2 separate regions of the Anas platyrhynchos genome follow, and region 2 is linked to region 1. A link is a contact called in public Hi-C data. All regions are on one chromosome and are shown on one strand. Each heading gives the region's core, a stretch centred on a gene start, on an enhancer-like site or on the middle of the called end of the contact. The rest is flanking DNA. Distances are from core to core; before and after follow the strand shown. Region 1 holds the start of MED18 (mediator complex subunit 18). Region 2 overlaps ANKRD31 (ankyrin repeat domain 31).

What was found. A called contact is a pair of places that touch in the nucleus more often than the background predicts.
Region 2: a Hi-C map of skeletal muscle shows a contact between it and region 1, with 3 times the contacts expected there. The contact joins the enhancer-like site here to the promoter of MED18 in region 1. A contact is called at or near these places in 2 of 8 Hi-C or Micro-C datasets (liver and skeletal muscle).

Annotation. Positions count from the first base shown.
Region 1 is chrZ:26,444,723-26,448,633 of IASCAAS_PekinDuck_T2T, forward strand. MED18 (mediator complex subunit 18) reads right to left here and starts at 1,952. Exons shown (of 2, transcript XM_027446697.3): 1 at 1,721-1,952; 2 at 111-977. The coding sequence starts at 1,793. The coding sequence ends at 424.
Region 2 is chrZ:26,480,813-26,484,723 of IASCAAS_PekinDuck_T2T, forward strand. The region is part of intron 6 of ANKRD31 (ankyrin repeat domain 31); the gene reads left to right. Among named protein-coding and RNA genes, the nearest start is that of ANKRD31, 12 kb to the left of the region's middle. Within about 2 kb of position 1,744, at least 1 of the 8 cell types and tissues checked has an H3K27ac peak or open chromatin away from gene starts, as enhancers often do.

The sequences.
Region 1 (3,911 bases), core at 702-3,201:
ATTGCACTAAGTTTCATGGATTACTAGGCATTATGCTTTCTAGCACGTATTTCCCCAACAAGTGGGGGGGACGCTACCAATACTAGTATTTAATGATGTTTTGAATGGCATTGTTTTTCTAGAAGTGTCTCATTTTATTCAAAGAATCACAAAATCAGAGAATTGGAGGGGTTGGAAGGGACCCTCAGAGAGCATCGGTTTCAGACCCCTGCCAAAGCAGGTTCACTAGAGCAGGTAAATCACATCCTTTTTTTCACAATCCGCAAATGCGTGAAAAAATACTTAGTACCTGCAACTAGCAAAACATTGCTATGTAGTCCCTTACTCCCCTCTCCATGTTTTGATTTACCCTCAAAAGGTATTTTATAAAAACAACCCTGAAGGTCCCTGGCGAAAGTAATGCTTAGCTCCCCAGCTTTTCAATCACATTAACCTTTTAGGGTCAATTTTCTCCAGGTGCACCAAAGGCTTTAGCTGCTCTGCAAAGTTCCTCATGTCATCGGAGACCACATCCTGTCCGGCTGGAGCCACCACGTTAAGCTCCACAAGGTAGGAGAGGGAGAGCGGCTCAATGTTATCCGTGTTGCCCGGCATCAAGATGCGGAAGATCTTGTAGACCACGATCTTCATGATGCCCTTGCGGAAGACGTGCCCCTTGGCCACGAACTCGTGGTCCATGCGGAAGCCCATCTCCACCAGGAAGTCCGTCAGGTTGTCCGACGTGGCGATGTCCACGCAGTTGCGCACCAGCGCGTGCCGGTTCTTGTCCCCGATCTCTGGCTGGCCCAGGTAGCGCAGGTGCCAGGGCATGCCACTCTTGTCGATGGAGCGCCGCGCCCGCAGCACGAAGGGGCTGGCCTGCTGCCCCTTCAGCAGGAACACCATCTCGTGGTCCAGGAAGGTCTCGGGCTCCATGTTGTCGCACAAGCCGCGCAGGCGGTGCAGCAGGCTCTCCAGGCTCTGGTCCAGGACGCTGCCTGCAGCGGACAGAGACACAGCGGCTGTTGCCAACACCCCACAGACACTGTACACCCCAAATAACCCCAGCACACGCCCAATACTCCAAATACACCCCAAATACCCCAAATACACACCAAATACCCCCAAAACCCCCCAAACACCCCCAACACAACCCAAATACACCAAACATACCCCTAATACACCCCAAACACACCGAACACACTCCCAACACACACCAAATGCCCCCAACATACCCCAAACACTCCCCAAGCACCCCCAACACATCCCAAATACCCCAAATACCCCAACCACCCCCCTAACAATCCACAAACACCCCAGACACACCCCAAATATCCCAAACACACCCCAAACACCCCCAAATACCCCAAACACACCCCCTGCACACCCCAAACGCCCTCAACACACCCCAAATGCCCCAACCACCCCCAACACACCCGAAATGCCCCAGCCACCCCCCTAACACTCCACAAACACCCCAAACACACCCCAAACACCCCAAGTACACTCCCAACACACCCCAAATACCCTCCCCACACCCCCAATACCCCAAACACACCCCAAACATCCCCAACACAGCCCTAGTACCCCAAACACACCCCAAACTCACCCCAAATACCTCCCAAACACCCCATGCGCACCCCAAACACCCCCCAACACACCCCAAACACCCCCCGAGCGCCCCCAAACTCCCCACACAACCCCCCCCCGGGCCAGGGCCGGCTGCCAGCGGGGCGCGCACCCTGCAGCAGGTACTCCATCATGTTGATGGTGCCGCCCGTCACGGGCATCATGGTAACGGGGGGCGCCTCCATGCTGCGGCCGGCGGCTGGAGGCAGGGAGGGAGGGAAGGAAGGAAGGAGGAAGGAGAGGAAGGGAAGGAGGGAAGGGAAGGAGCGGCGGCAGCACCGCCCCGCGGCTCGGAGGGGGGCTGCAGGCAGCGGGGAGCCGAGCCCCAAGCCCCGCCGCCCCGCAGCGCCCGGCGCTGAGGGCAGCAAATGGCGGAGGGGCGGGCACGGAGCCGCCTCAGGGGGCTGAGGGCTCGGGTGGGTCCCTGCTGGTTCTGCCCCACGCCCTGAGCAGCGGTGCAGCACCAGCAGTACCCTGGGCTGGGCGAGCTCACCAAAATTGTGGTATTTTATACCAACGATACCAATATACCAAATGCCACATTGGTAGTTGGGGTGTTGGTGAGCACAGGTGGCTGCCCCCAAAAACAAGGCGTCCCGTCCCCAGAGCCCCGCACTCTGAAGGGCACCCTCGTAACTGCACCCCTGTGCCTTAAAAGTATCTTCCAGCGGGCTTTTCTTTCTGACCTCGTTGAGGACGAGACGCAGCAGGCACAACAGGCAGTTGGTCAGGCAGATGGAGGTGATGGATGGAGAGAAATGCAGATAGAAATAGAAGCTCAACACTGTATTTCCAGCCTCCTACCTAGGTTCTGTTCCCTTTAAAACTCTCATTATACATCTGTCTGTGGAAGGGAGGCTGAGTAGCAGATGGGGCTGGGCCTTTAACTCAGCTCCATATCACATTGCGAATGCACAGAGCAGAATCTTCCCTGCAGAGCCCCTGCAGGGAAATTATCTCTGCAAAACAGGCAGTCCAGCCTCATTTATATGTTGAAACAGCATCAACAGCAAAGGGAGGGTCAGCTGAGTGTACGCTGGATGTATTTTTTTCTTCCTTGTTATAAAACTTTTTTTTTTTTTTGTTTTGTTTTTTTCATCTCACAGTCTCACAGCCTTTGGTTCTGAATCGCCACTTTGTCACCTTTGTCAATCAAAACTGCTTTCAGAATGTGCACGTGGCATTTTCCATTTGCTGGCACTGAATTAATAGCAGAAAGCCTCCCACCCCACAAATCTGACTGAACAGTTGTTAAAATTAATTACTCTGCAGTTATACAATAGGCAATTTATATAGTGCATTGATTGCACAATTAAAAATTGTAAAAGTTGTTGACAATTTCAGCACTAGGATAACTCATTAAGAGATCTCATGTCTTAGCAGGTAACTCAGGGATTTGGTAGTGCTCAGCCATTTTGCCACAAACAATGATGTGTCACTAGCTGAGCTACCATCTTAAATTATGGGCATAAATTTACAGCATAAAGACAGTGATAGAGAAGGCAACAAACATCATACAACTGATGACATTGTCAGCCTCATTGTAATACAAATTATGGCTTATTCTGCGCTACCTTGCTAAGCAGGAACATTTGTCAAGTGAGATGATAGTTTAATGAGATCCAAGTGACTTCCAGACTTGGCTGTGTCCTTAAACTCTTACCACCAGAGCAAAAACTAAAGTTGCATGTAGTTTTCTGTGCTATATGACTGTCCCTCTCTGGATCTTACATTACCTTTGTAGGCTGCTTTGTCAAATATCAAAGGAATTGCCATGAGAACATCTCTTCAGTGAGTGTCAAGTACTGATTTTCTGAAGACTAACCCAGAAACAATTTTCAGATTGGAAACCCAAGATAGTTCCTGCAACAGTACAATTCTCTTTAGTCAGAAACTGTGCCAAAGTAATATGTCTCCATGTGGCTCATTTTTCTCACTAAAGATAAACTCAGAGCTGATATTCTCTAAAGCTGAAGTAACTTTAAATATTTTACTATCATTAAATGGGATGAGCTAACACAGAGCAAGGTAGTCCTGTGCCAGCTCTAATATGCAAAAGAAAGAAAATAAGCTGGACTGCTGTACATATTTTTACACTAGCACTTGGCTTGTTCTGAGTACCTTTTTAAAAAGTTGTGTCTTTGGCAATATACCAGTACACAGTATATATAATAAAGTAGGCTTAGTATGGGCTAACCACTGACTGAGGGAAAAAAAAAAAAAAAAAAAAGTGATGGTAAAACTACTGCCCCCTTATTTTAATGTATGTATAATGTAAAAATATTACTTTCAGTCCAGCTTTA
Region 2 (3,911 bases), core at 494-2,993, 36 kb after region 1:
AATTTCTGCAGCTCTGGCAACATCAGCTGCACTGGTTGTAGAGAAACAAGAGGATCTTCGTGCGTGCATGGAATGCTTGCTGCCATCTGCAGCTTCTTAGGAAAACTGCCATTAGCTTACAGCAAGATACCAGTATCAGAATTTCTTCATGAAAAATATACAACTGATGGTGAATTCTTTCCATATTGGCTCATGGTGACACTGCCAAGATCTGAGAGCTGCAGGAAAACCTATTGTGAGAGGAACCTACGACCATCACAGCTTCTGTGTGCTGATTTGAAGAAAGGGCAGGACGGACACCTTGACAACCAGCAGTGAGTCATTGGGCATGTTGTCTTTTTTATGTAGTCCTGGAAATACAAGAGAAAGTCAATAATTAACGCGATCTCTAGAAATCATGACACCATAAATTGAGTCTTACTGTGTTTTCTTGATTTTGATAAAATAGCAGCCTTGATTTGTGTTCTAGTTTGCCTGTCAGTAGTGTGGCCAGTACTGTTCAAAGTCTGCATGAATGACCTGGACAATGGAACAGCATGAACTCTCAGAAAGCTCACAGACTGTGCTAGGAGGAGTGACTGACACGTTGGACAGCTGTGTTGCCAATAGGAGGGACATGGACAAGCTGGTCAGAGAGGAATCTCATGAAGTTCAGCAAGGGAAATCACAACGTCCTTTATCTGCAGAGCTATAACCGCATCCACCAGGACGTACTGGGGACCAACTGGCTGAAAAACAGCTCTGCAGTGAAGGACCTCAAGGTCCTGTGGACAATAAGCTGACCACGGTCTAGCAATGCACACTTGTGGCAAAGGAGACCAATATCCTGGGCTGCACTAGGAAGAGTTGCCAGTAGGTCTGCCAGAGGGTCCTTCCCCTCTGTTCAGCACTGATGAAGCCACAGAGATGATAAAGGACTGGAGCATCTTTCACATGAGGACAGGCTGAGAGAGTGGGGACTCCTCAGCCTGGAGAAGAGAAAGAATAGGGGAATCTTATCAACGTGTGTAAACAACTGATAGGAGTGAAGATGACTGAGCCAGACCTGTCAGTAGTCTGTATTTCTCAGTCTCTGTAGTTCAGCACTGTTAGCTCAAGAGGCGATGCACACAAATGAAAACCAAAGATATTCCATCTGAACACAAGAAGACACTTTTTTACTGTAAAGGTGGCCACAAAGTGGAACAGGTTGCTGAGAGAGGTTGTGGAGTCTGTATATGTGGAGGTACTCGAAACCTGACTGGATGTGGTGCTGGGCAAAGTGCTGCAGCCAGCACTGCTTGTGCAGTGAAGTTGGATTAGGTGATTGCAAGGGCTTCCCTTCCAACCTCAACCACTCTCTGACTCTCTTTGTGTACCTCTCATGTCCTGGTATACACATGTATTGCAGTTGTGTTCAGCTGAGCACTCTCCTAAAAGCTGGGAGTGTTGATCCTTCTGAAGCCTTAACTCTTTTATAGTGATTCTCTCTTATGTGTGTGTTTTGAAGGAATGAATTTCTCTGCTGTTGTTTGACACAGGGCTAGCAGAAATAGGAGTCCCCTTCATGTGTCTGCTGCACCATTATAACTTACACTTCTGCACTATTCAGCCCATTTCTATCTTTTGTAACATTTCCAAGACACGATCCGTAGCGCCAAATAGCCACCAGTTTATCAACAACTTTTTAATTGTCCTCAAGGGTGTAGAAAAATCCTTGTATCTCGATTCACAAAAGCGATTTGAATGCACTGCCATCTGCTGGAAGTATCGTGTCTCATACAGGCTTGTTCGTACAGTTCACGCAGTTAGACATACAAGGCTTGTCTAAGTCTGGCTTTGAGGCTTTTAACCTACAGTTTCTGTATCTGCAGTCAAGGTTTCTTAGATGAGACTTTGATTTTAGTGTCCTTCTTCTTCCTCCTGTGCGAGGTTCTGAATCAGCTGAGGCTGGATTTGAATGTGGATTTGAATGCTCAGCTCTTACCCAGCGTGTGCTTCCTGGGTGAGATGGGGTGACGAGATTCTGGGTTAATGCTGTAAGGTCAAGAGGATTTGTGCCTGGATTAAGGAGCACCACGATTTGGATTTGTACCAGAAGTAATTGAGACATGAGGGTAGCGGGATTTGAACCAAGGCTTTCTAAGTACCCTGGATATGTTCAGTGAAAGACATTCACAGATACCATGAGATGGCTGGTATTCAGCCCTCTTCCTCACTCCGAAATAAGCAAGTTAATGCCAATGAGATACCTTTACTTGTTGGTATTCTTTTATAGGAACCCCTTCATGAAATGAATTGTTTGAAACATAGCTCATCTGGTAAAAGATGGACCTGAACCTGCATTAACCACAATGCTCATATTTTACTGCTGAGCTACAGACTGAGGATGAGTTTTGCTCTTCCCTTGAGTGAAACTTTTGTGTATTCATACTTAGGCACTGGGGCTTTAAGTGTCTTTATGGGTAAGTGGCAGCTAAGGATTTTGTTTGGAGAGGGAAAGTTTGGGCTTACATTCTGCAGATTTTGGTTACTTGTAGTTGCACAGGATAACCCACTGGCATGTACTAACAGAAACAAGTGCTGGAGAAATATAGGCTTTATAGGTAGGTGGAGGTTTTCTGAATACCAGTCACATTTAAGTGTTGGATTTCAGCTGGCATTTGGGCGTTCAGGGTCTTGGCAAATTAGCCACTTATGCCTGACTGCTCCTTCTTCATTAACATAAATGTCAGTTTCACCTACCCTTCATCTGGTACATCGAACCTTTTTGGTAGAAAATAAATAATATACATACCTGCCATTTATACCATAGTTCTGTAAGTACGGAAGGTTATGCCAGTGTTTTCTTCTCCCTAGTTGTTTGAAGTTTGAAAAATTGGAGAAGTGGTCTAAAAATAACTGTAACTCAGTGCAGAAAAGTAAAACATAGGCAGTACTAAAAAAGGAACCACTAGCTGCACAATGTAGGAAACAGCAGATGGGAAAAAAAATTCAACAAGGGATCATACATGTATGTTTATAATGGCTTACAAACTGAACGTGTGTCAACACAGTCAATTTTCTGCCCTTTCTGTTTTATTATGTGTGGAAGAACCTTTAACATAGCTGGTAACATAATTTATCAAAAAAATTACAAAAATACGTTACCAGCAGTGTTACAGAATTCTTGCACTGCAGAGTATTGCCACTTGCTGGCAGCAAGAGTCTAAAAATATATTGAAAGAAATTATCTTAAGATCCGCTATTATTAAGCAACACCACAATTACATGCAGACATCATATGGAAATACAAGTTTTAGGCTTGCAGAAGCATTTGAAGCAGGAAAAGGAAAAAAAATGAAAAACCTATTATTTGGTATAAAAATGGGTGCATGGGTTGAAAGCAACTGCAAGTAATTAGAGAAACAACAGCAGTATTTCTTTTACAAAAACAGTTGTAGTTTGTGGATCTTTGCCAGTGTAGAAACTCAAATGTGCAGCCTCCAGAGATACTCCTGAGATTTTGACCTAAAGCTTGTGAGGCACAAATGCTCCATACCTTGGTATCCACAGAAACATCTAATCAAAACTTACAGTACATAGTGTTTAACTGAGTATGCTTTTTATGCTGTATGTCCACTTTCATTATTTCTGCGTGACAGAAATTTTTAATGCCTTTCTTTTAAGACCTTTTAACATCTTCAAGTCATTGGCAATGACATAAAATCCTTGACTTCATAACAGATTTAGTCTCTCATTCTGATTTTTACTGCTAGGGAATATAATAGATGTTCTGCTTTTGAAACTGAGGCTTCACTCTAGCCCTTACTAAGAAAGCGTATGAATTCTTAGGGTAGGCTTACAGGTCTTAGAGTGTATTCAAAAATCGTAAACAAAACATGGATACTGATGACTTCTAAAATAAATGTTGATTACATACATTTTAGAAA